Regions from separate parts of the Sus scrofa genome. Here regions 2 and 3 are each linked to region 1. The links are chromatin contacts, called in public HiChIP or PLAC-seq maps. All regions are on one chromosome and are shown on one strand. Each heading gives the region's core, a stretch centred on a gene start, on an enhancer-like site or on the middle of the called end of the contact. The rest is flanking DNA. Distances are from core to core; before and after follow the strand shown.

Evidence for each region. HiChIP or PLAC-seq counts read pairs in DNA pulled down with a chosen protein or histone mark.
Region 2: a contact with region 1 is called in an H3K27ac HiChIP or PLAC-seq map of alveolar macrophages. The contact joins the promoter of GOLGA3 here to the promoter of ANKLE2 in region 1. A contact is called at or near these places in 2 of 5 promoter capture datasets (fetal liver and liver), 2 of 47 Hi-C or Micro-C datasets (embryonic fibroblasts and liver) and 1 of 2 datasets of contacts at active chromatin or transcription factors (alveolar macrophages).
Region 3: a contact with region 1 is called in an H3K27ac HiChIP or PLAC-seq map of alveolar macrophages. The contact joins the promoter of PGAM5 here to the promoter of ANKLE2 in region 1. A contact is called at or near these places in 2 of 5 promoter capture datasets (fetal liver and liver), 2 of 47 Hi-C or Micro-C datasets (heart right ventricle and liver) and 2 of 2 datasets of contacts at active chromatin or transcription factors (alveolar macrophages and skeletal muscle).

Annotation. Positions count from the first base shown.
Region 1 is chr14:22,743,736-22,747,193 of Sscrofa11.1, forward strand. It overlaps ANKLE2 (ankyrin repeat and LEM domain-containing protein 2), which reads left to right and starts at 1,907. Exons shown (of 13, transcript XM_021073939.1): 1 at 1,907-2,147. The coding sequence starts at 1,961.
Region 2 is chr14:22,687,771-22,691,228 of Sscrofa11.1, forward strand. GOLGA3 (golgin subfamily A member 3) reads left to right here and starts at 1,534. Exons shown (of 24, transcript XM_021073868.1): 1 at 1,534-1,643.
Region 3 is chr14:22,779,025-22,782,482 of Sscrofa11.1, forward strand. It overlaps PGAM5 (serine/threonine-protein phosphatase PGAM5, mitochondrial), which reads right to left and starts at 1,880. Exons shown (of 6, transcript XM_021073941.1): 1 at 1,436-1,880. The coding sequence starts at 1,626.

The DNA.
Region 1 (3,458 bases), core at 657-3,156:
AAGGAATCATATAGTACTACTTTTGTACTCTTTATCTTTTTTTCTTTTTATCATTGCACCTGTGGCATACAGAAATTCCTAGGCTAGGGGTTGAATTAACCTGCTGAGCCACGATGGGAACTCCAGGTTCTTTCCCTTAGTATGGTTTTCAGATTCACCCACCTAACTGCTGAATAATATACCTCCACAGGATCATCATGTGACAATTCCAGATTTGTTTATCCATTCCTCTGAGGCTTATCCAAACATCCTGGGTGTTTCCTGCTTGGGCTCTTATGAATAAAGCTGCCATGAATATATATGAACTTCCATATTCACACCTAGGGCTGCACTATTGAGACACAGGGAGGTTCATATTTAACTCTGCAAGAAAATGCCTCACAGTTCTCAAAGTGGTTAGCTCATTTTACAGTCCTACCACAGTTTATGAGAATTCCAAAACTGCCCCACATCCTCACCAAGATTTGATACTGTTGGTCTTTTAGTTTTAATCATTCCGGTGGGTGTAAAGTAGTATCATTGTTGGTTTAATTTGCAATTCACCCATCCTCAAATTCACTGACTTTTCTGTTCTGCTCAAGTGACTATTAGTACTGTCCAATTTTTTTTTTTTTATTTTTTGTCTTTTTGCTATGTCTTGGGCCGCTCCCACGGCATATGGAGGTTCCCAGGCTAGGGATCTAATCGGAGCTCCACAGGCATTAATTTTTTAAATAGAAAAAAACCTAAAGTTCCCATCGTGGCTCAGTGGTTAACGAATCCGACTAGGAACCATGAAGTTGCAGGTTTGATTCCTGGCCTCGCTCAGTGGGTTAAGGATCCGGTGTTGCCGTGAGCTCGGATCCCGCGTTGCTGTAGCTGTGGTGTAGGCCGGCGGCTACAGCTCCGATTAGACCCCTAGCCTGGGAACCTCCATATGCCTCAGGAGCGGCCCTAGAAATGGCAAAAATTAAAATAAAAAATTAATGCATGGATTATAGAGTAAAATTCATTGTTTTATCGTACATGTCTGAGAGTTCTGACAAGCTTAGGTAGTTGTGTCCACCCATCAGGACAGAATGAATGTTTCCACCGGTCCCTAAAATTCCCTGTGTCTCTTTATAGTCTGCTGCGCCCCGGCCCGCGGCGACGACTCCCCAATCTGTCCCTGAGAGTTAAATGGGGTCGCACAGCCTGAAGCCTTACGAGACCCCCTCCGTTTCTTGGGAGACTTAGGTGCCAGCAGGGCTGGGGTACGAAGAGAGTTATCTAACCGGCCAGAGAAGCCGGACACAGACAAGAGTCCGCTGCAGAGTTAACAGGTATCAGTTCAGTCGGCTTGCTTCACGTGGGAGAAACTTGTTCTCTAAAATCGTAAGCTGTCAGTAATTTAGCTGTTGTAAAGTTAAGAATAAAATATCCAAAGCTTGCCTGTAGAATCATAGTCGCTTTGACCCGACGAAGCAGGCACGTCCACACTGCGCAACGCAGACCTGGTCTTTCCAGGGAAACCCTGTGGGTTCATCTGTGATTCCCGCCGCGACCAAAACCTGGGCCCGGCCTAAACCTCCGCACGGACTCACCCGCTAACTACGCCTCCACCGGGCTGCCCACCCCGAGTTTGGACACGCTTTGGGACCCACCCCGAGCTGCCCGCCCCAGGCCTGGGCCCGCCTTGACCCGCCCAGGTACCGCCCGCCTGCGTCAGGACCCCGCGTGCCGGGCTGCCAGCGCCACTGCCTGACCGCTCAGTTACCCGCCCCGCGCCTGTAGGGACTGGAGCCGCGAACGCACTCCCTCGTCTGGCTGCTGGGCGCGGGGACGAGCGCCTTGTTTCGCTCGTGCAGACTCGGCCCCGCGCCAGCCGCTGTCGGGCGCGGCGCCGTCAGGCGGTGGTGCGGACAGCCCGGCACGCGGGGTCCTCGGGCGGCCCTCGGCGGTGGCGGCGGCGGCGGCGGCGACAACCGGGCGAGCGGTGGCAATGCTGTGGCCCCGGCTGGCGGCAGCCGAGTGGGCGGCGCTGGCCTGGGAGCTGCTGGGTGCCTCAGTGCTGCTGATCGCCGTGCGCTGGCTGGTGCGGCGGCTGGACCGGCGGCCGCGGGTCCTGGGCCGGAGTGGACCTCCCGACCCGCTGCCCTGCGCGTCCGCGGCCCCATTCCCAGATCCAGGTAAGGCCGGTCCTCTGTCTCCCGGGATTCATATCCCTTCCCCTCCCTGGTCTCCTCTCTCGGGGCCTGGATCCTACCCCGGCAGGAGTCGGTGTTCTGGGAAGAGACTTGGAGTAAAACTACGGAGTCCTTGACTTACAGATGGGGAAAAGCCGTGAGACTGGAAGCTCGGGTGCCGCGTCTGCAAGCACTTCAGTTAGTTTGAGGCCTTAATTTGAGTAGGCCGAGTGAACCTCAATTGAGGGCATCCGGGACCCCTTGCCCGCAGGCCTGGTTTCTTTCTGGAGGATAAGCTAGAGTTCCTCTAATACTTTGATGGGAAGATGAAAATTTTATTAGCACATAGCACAATTGATGATCTCATCTTGAAATTTCCTGACTAAAGTTGTCCTTACGCGTGACTTATTTCTTAACAGCTGAGAAAACAGGCCCCAGGAATATTTGCTGCGGCAGAGATAACACAGGTCCGAGGCAGAAGCCAGGTGGGGGTGTAGGCCTTTTGACATGGAGTCCAGCTTGCCCTCCATCCTGTTGAGTTTCTGGTTGTTTTACCTTCTCTCATCCCCTTAGGAAAGTTTTAGGTGGCACCTTTAGTGATAGCATGCTGATTTGGCCAGCATGCTGGCTGTCAACACTGTGCCAAAAAATCCAGTGCAGGACACCTGAGACAAGAAATTATGCAGACACTAATGCTAAAGGATGCATGAGGCCAGTAGGGTCTGGGGCTAAGAGATTATAGTTTGGAGTCTTTTTCGCGGTTTTTTTTTTTTTTTTTTTTTTTTTAATGTCTTTTGAGGGCTGAAGGTGCGGCATATGGAGGTTCCCAGGCTGGGGGTCAGATTGGAGCTGCAGCTGCCAGCCTACAACACAGCCACAGGGACGAAGGATCCAAGCCGCATCTGTGACCTACACAACAGTTCACAGCAACTCTGGATCCTTAACCCACTGATTAAGGCCAGGGATTGAACCTGCCTCCTCACGGATACTAGTCAGATTCATTTCCGCTGAGCCATGATGGGAACGCCTATTTTTAAAATGTAGCTTTCATTTTAAAATCTTTTTTTGGTCATGCCCAGGCCATGTACAAGTTCACTCACAACAGCAATGACTCAAGATGCTGCAGTGACAACCCCAGATCCTTAACCCACTGTACCACAAGGGAACTCCTAAGATCATTTTAGATTTTTTTTTTTTTTTTTGTCTTTTTAGGGCCACATTTGTGGCACATGGGGGTTACCAGGCTAGGGGTCTAATCAGAGGTGTTGCTGCCAGCCTACGCCAGAGCCACAGCAATGCCAGATCTGAGCCTTG
Region 2 (3,458 bases), core at 284-2,783, 56 kb before region 1:
GGCTGTGGCTCTGGCGTAGGCTGGCAGCTACAGCTCCAATTGGACCCCTAGCCTGGGAACCTCCATATGCCACGGGAGCAGCCCAAGAAATGGCAAAAAGACAAAAACAAACAAACAAACAAACAAACAAACAAACAAAAAAACCAAAAAAAAAAAACCCAAAAAGAACTACTTGTAAAAAAAAAAAATAGTACTTGGCATACATGGGCCACAGTGAATTGGAAGGAGGGAGGGAGGGAAGGAAGGTAGGAAGGAAAGAAGAAAGGTGGGTTGGCTAGTGGATAACAAAACAGGGTATATCTAAATAAGTATTATGCAGCTGTGAAAGGAGCTAAGTTCTGAAACATGGTAACACACAGATGAACCTCAAAATACTATGCTAAGTAAAAGAGAAGGCAGTCACAAAAGGCCACATGGTGTGAGATTTTATTTATATGAAATGTACAGAATAGGCCAATCAATAGAGAAAGAAAACAGATTAGTGGTTGTCAGGGGCTGGTGGAGGGGAACAGAGTGTATATGGACAAGAGGGATCCTTGGAGCTATCAAAGTGTTCTACAACAAACTGCAATAGATCCAGCTTCAACTAAATGGATTAAGCTCAGTGTTATTTACTAAAATTTAGTAAGTGTAACTGAACTTACTTTAAAAATCATTGAACTGAACACATAAAATGGGCTAATTATATTGTATACACATAATACCTTAATAATAAATAATAATAATAAAAATAAGGAGTTCCTGCTGTGGCACAATGGGATTGGCAGTGTCTCTGCTACTCTGGGACATAGGTTCAATCCCTGGCCTGGCATGGTTGGTTAAGCTGTGGGTTGCCACAGGTGTGGCATAGGTGGTAACTTTGGCTTGGATCTGATCTCTGGCTGCGGAACTTCTTATGCTGAGGGTCTGCCAAAATGAAAAAAAGAATAAAGTGGGAGGAATCTTCCACCCCATATTGTGGCTTGCTGTAAAGCTATTTTGGTGAAGACTGTGGTGTTACAAGAAGGCATGGAGATCAATGGACCAGGGCAGAGAACCCAGAAACATTCAACAAACAGCCAACTGATTTTTTTTTTTTTTTGGCTTTGCCCACAGCACGTGGAAGTTTCTGGGCCAGGGAAGGAACCCGTGCCATAGCAGGGACCCAAGCCGCTGCAGTGACAACGCCAGATCCTTAACCCACCGTGCCACAAGAGAACTCCTTTGTGTTCTTTACCTAAACCCTAAAAGCCCTTCACCTAAACCTCATGCCTATGCCAACAATGTTTTTTTTAAAGATAAAACACTGCTACCGCCCCAAAGCAGGAGTCACTTTTGCACTGGTACCTGAAAGATAAGTGAGGACTGGCGCGGTGGAAGGTTGGTGCTCAGGGGCGACGAACAGGTGCCAGAGCCACAACTCTGCACCTCACAGACCCCACCCCCGCGTGCTTACTAGCCAACCCCCAACGAGGTAGGGGCGGGGTGGAATGGCTACGCCGACACCCTGACAGCTAGGGCGGGGCGGGGACCAGAGCCTGGCCACGCCACTTCCGCCGGAAGCTCAATTGTCCGGCTTCCTGTCGGAGTTGGTCCGGCCAGTCCCGAAGCTACTTTTTAACAAGGGAAGGTGCTCCAAATTCGCTTCCTGAAGTCCGTCTCAGGCGAGTTTCGACTAGGCTGGATTCCAGCCCTGCGGCCGGAGCATTCGGGGCCCGAGGGCAGCTGCTGGCTAACAGAAGAGGGCTTTCTCTCTTCCGGAACGGAGACAGCGCACGCAGGCTTCCGGGGGGTCATTTTCCGTCGCCGCGCCGTGCTCCGCCCCCCGCGCAGCCACGTCTCAGCCAGAGCAGCCGGGCCGGGCGTTCGCCGCGGCTTCCGCAGCGCAGGGGTGAGGGTCGTGGGGCGGTGCCTGGGCAGAGGCTTGGGCTGGGGAAGGCGTGGGGAACAGGAGGACAGCGGTTGGGTCGGGGCCAGGGACAGGCGAAGGGCGGCTGGGCTTTGGGCGCACGCGAAGGGCCGGCCAAGGCTCCACCTGGAGCGGCAACGCCCCGCGCTAGTCCGGCTCCTCACCGTTGGTAGCCTCTGGGCCTAGAAGCTGCACTGTGCAGCTGTTAGCGGAACCGGCCTCATAAATATCCCAACATTCGCGTTCTTCCGTAGTGCTGTCCACGCGCGCCGGGGAGTAATTTGTTCAGAGGTTCCCACGGCTGCTGTTGGAGCTGCAGAGAAACATCTCTTGTCCTTGTGTAGAAGTTCTGTCAAGATGACAGGCGTGACATGGTGTCCGGTGGTTAGTGTGAAGCCTGGTTTAAAGAATCCGTGTGTGCTCTGCTCTCTCTCCACCTCGAGTCCATCTCATTTCTGGGTGTTTCACCAGAATGTGTTTCATAGCGGTGTTTTCATCAGTGTAGTGATAATTTCCAGAGGGAGTGGGACCAGGCGTCGTCTCTAGTATGATGCAGGTGAACAGCTCGACCTTCATTCAACAGCTCTTTGCTGAGTGTCGGTCGTGCCCGGCACTGTTCACTGTAGATCCTGGGTGATAGGATTGGAGTCGTGTCAGGGCCTCACTGAGCTCGCGCTGTAGTGGAGGGATACAGACAGTAAATGAAGCCATTTCTGAGAGAGTATTGCGTGGTGCTTGGGCCAGATCTATAAGAAGGTCTTGGGGGAGGTGACTTTTGAGTCAAAGCCTCTATGACAAGAAACTAGCCATGCAAACATGCGATAAGACTGTTTCAGGCAAGATGACCAAGTGTGAAGCCCTGAGGGAGGAGTAAATTGGTGTTTTTTTAGATACAGTATGGCAAGCGTGTAATGAAAAAGGAAGAAAGTGAGAGGGGACAAGGATGCAATGTAGGAAGGGGCTAGACGGTATGCAGCTTCCTAGTTCGTGGTAAGAGGCTTAGATTTTATTGTCAGTGTGATTGAAAACCACTGGGACATTGTAAGCCATTTACTGGGGACTCATGGTTTTTTTTTTAACATTTTAAATTATCCCTTAAATATTGCAAACATTACTGGAGTGATAGCTTTCAGTTGCAGTGCACCTCGAATGGTAAGAAAAGGAAATAAAAATCATATGACATAACTCAAATTCAGAAGTAGTCTTTTTTATTTTTTTTAAGCCAGTTGCCTTAAGCAGCAGTGTGCTTTTTTAACTTGCAATGTTAGTTTCAGATGTAAAACATAGTAATTTGATATAAATACTGGCTGTATTCTCTGTGCTGTACATTACATTCTTGTAACTTATTTATTTAATTATTTTTATTTTTTTTTGGCTATACTTCCCAGGCTAGGGATCAAACCCTCACCACAGCAGTGACAATGCTGGATCCTTATCCTGCTGAGCCACCAGGGAAATCCAGGTTTTAATCATTTATTTACTGAAGTTCCCACTGTGGCACGGTGGGTTAATGATCTGGCTCATCTCAGTGGAGGTGATGGATCAATCCCTGGCCCAGTGCAATGGGTTA
Region 3 (3,458 bases), core at 630-3,129, 35 kb after region 1:
AGCAAAGAAAAACATATAAGTAAAATAAAATAAATAAGAGAATACTACCCCAGTATATAACCATGAGAAAAAGAGACAAATCCCATGTTGCAGGTGTGGCCATAAAAAGGGAAAAAAAAAAAAAAAAATCCCAATTGAGGGACATTCTACAAAATTCCTAACCAGAGCTCCTCAAAATTGTCCAGGTCACCAAAATAAGGGAAGTCTGAGAAACTGTCAAAACCAAAAGGAGCCAGGGCTGCCTGTCAGGTGGGATCCTGGAAGAGATAATGGACGATATGTAAAAACTGAGGAATCTCAAGAAAGTATGGACATCAGTTAATGATAACATGTAACTGGATCTCTGGTTGTGACAAATATTCTATATTGGGTGTGGAGTATACAGGAACTCTATTACCTTTCCAAGTTTTCTCCAAATGTAAAACTAAAATAGGTTTTTCTTAAAAATTAAAAAAAAAATACCTACGAAGTTCCTGATATGACTAACAATAAATATTAGTTCTGCACCCCACACTCAGAGTCAACTGTCAAGTAGTAAAGAACTAGGACTATGTAAACCAACCCACAACAGCCACTCCCAGACTCCAGAGCAGCGCTGTCCAATAGAAAAAGAACACTGGCAACGTATATAATTTTAAATTCCCAAGTATCCCCATTTACAAAGTAGGAAGAAACGGGAAATTTCAATAACTCACTTTATTTACTCCAATGTATCAAAATACTATCGTTTCAACCCAGTACTTTAAAATCTGCACTGCTTTGTTTTTTAATTCTAATTAACACTGAGTAAACCTAAATATTGTTTCCTGGTCACAGGTGCCACATTTCAAGTGCTCAATAAGAACAGGTGACAGCGAGCGGCCAGGCAGGGGCCCGAGACCCCGGGAAGCTCAGGTTCCTATTCAAGATGGCTGCTAGTCCTTATCCTTCTATATCTTCCCAGCAGATTCCCTTCCTTTTAAGGACCCACATCCACCTCCTTCTCAGCTGGACTGAAAACAGGGAATCATTATCTAATCTGAGGATTCCCAAGTTGAGAGAGAGGAAATAAGGAAGAGAGCCCTAAGGAAGCCCAAGCCCTCGGTCTAGGACGGCAAATAGCCACTTCGGGCTTCCCTGTGTACTGGGCACTGTCCCCGGCATCACTGTGCTAGTTCCTCAGAACGACCCTCCGGTAGACGAGCGTGCTGAGGCTCAGAAGTGGGGCCGGGCGGGACGCACGAGGAAACTGGGGCTCAGAAAAAGTCGGGGGCGGCCCACATCCACAGGCAGCCTTGCAGCCAGAACCGAAAGAGAAACCCGCACGCAAGCCGGCCTCGCCCGCCCTGCCTGCCCCTCTACCGACCCCATCGGCCGAATGTAGCCGCCAGGGCCCAGGAGGGCTCCCGCCGGCGGCCGTCTGGGGCTGCCAGGACTCCACCCGCGGACCCCGCACCTGTCCCAGTTGGGGTCCCAGACGCCGGGCCCGGGGCGCGCGGCCCCCGCCCACGCCGGCGGCTCGACCACGCGCGGCTCCGCGTCCCCGCCCGCGCGGGGCTTCCCCACCGCCACTGCGGAGAAAAGGACCGCAGCCGAGCCCCCAGCCAGGCCGCAGGCCGCCAGCTGCAGCGCCTGCCGGAACGCCATGCCGGCCAGACTCGCGCCAACCCCGCGCAGGCGCTCACGGGCGCGGACGGCACCCCGTGAGGGACACGCTTCGTCAGGCGTGCGCTTCCCGCCGGAGGGTTGCGCGGGGGTCGCCGGGAACGCCCAACCGGGCAGGGGACGACTTCCGGCATCCAAGGTGCAGCCCCCGCGGTGGGCGGTGATCCTCTAATGCTCCTCTCGGTCTGGTGCTGCAGGCCCCGGGTGCCTGCCGTTCCCGACTTCGGGTGGCGAGGGTGGCGGGTGTTCACGCGGCGTTCCAGTGGAGCCGCCTTCGGGGGTGGTACCGACTGGAGCTGGCGCGCCGTGGGGTCTGGGCGAGGGGTCAGCTCTGCAAAGAGCCCGGAGGGAACCCGTGCCCTACAGATAATTGGGGTTCTAGTGTAAGTGAACTGGGGATCTCCTACAGGTTGCTTTGGGTTTGGGGGGGTTTGTTTTTCTAGGGCATACGGAGTTTCCCAGACTTGGGGTAAAATCGGAGCTGTAGCCACCCGCGTTACACCACAGCCACAGCAACGCAAGATCCAAGCCGCGTCTGCAATCTACACCACAGCTTGTGGCAAGGCGGGATCCTTAACCCCCTGAGCGAGGCTAGGGATCAAACCCTCGTCCTCATGGATTCTAGTCCTGTTCGTTAACTGCTCAGCCACGACAGGAACTCCCGGTTGCTTTGTTTTTAAGTAGTAAAATAACACGTAACATAAAACTTAGCATCTTAACCTTTTTTTTTTTTTTTTAACTTTTTAGGGCCGCACCTGTGGCATATGGAAGTTCCCAGGCTAGAGGTCCAACCGGAGCTGTAGCTGCTGGTCTACGCCACAGCCACAGCGACACGGGATCTGATCCCTGTCCTACACCACAGCTCACCGCATTGCCAGATCCTGAACCCCATGGAGGCCAGAGATCTAACCCACATCCTCATGGATCTTAGTAGGATTCCTTAACCGCTAAGCCAGGATGGGAACTCCATCTTAACCATTTTTAGGGACACAGCTCAGTGGCATTAAGCACTTTGTCTTTGTCGTGCCATCTCCAGAACTTTTTCATCTTCTCAAACACTTAACTCCCCACTCTCCTCTGCCAGCCCTTAGCACCCACTACCCTACATTTTATGACTTTGCTCCAGGAATCTTCAGAGAAGTAGAGTCAGGAGTACTGTTGTGGTTCAGTGGGTTACAAACCCAATTAGTATCTATGAGGATGCTGTTTCCATCCCAGGCCTTGCTCAGTGGATTAAGGATCCGGCGTTGATGGAGTTCCTGTCACGGCGTAGTGGTTAACGAATCCAACTAGCAACCATGAGGTTGCGGGTTCGATCCCTAGCCTTGTTCAGTGGGTTAAGGATCTGGAGTTTCCGTGAGTTGTGGTGTAGGTCACAGTCTCGGCTTGGATCTGGTGTGGCTGTGACTGTGGTGTACGCTGGCGGCTACAGCTCTGATTCAACCCCGAGCCTGGGAACTTCCATATGCCACAGGTGCGGCCCTAAAAAGAAACAAAAAATCTCTCTGTGTAAGAGTTCCCATTGTGGCACAGCAGTAACAAGCCTGACTAGTATCCATGAGGACTCAGGTTGATTCCTGGCCTCGCTCAGTGGGTTAAGGATCTGGCATTGCCGCGAGCTGTGATGTTGGTCACAGATGAGGCTTGGATCCCATGTGGCTGTGGTGTAGGCTGGCAGTGACAGCTTTGATTGGACCCTTAGCCTGGGAACTTCTATATGCCACAGGTGTGGCCCTAAAAAGACAATGACAACAACAAAATCATTCTGGGTTTTGGAGAACAAATGTATTCCACATAAATACCCAGATGTCTGC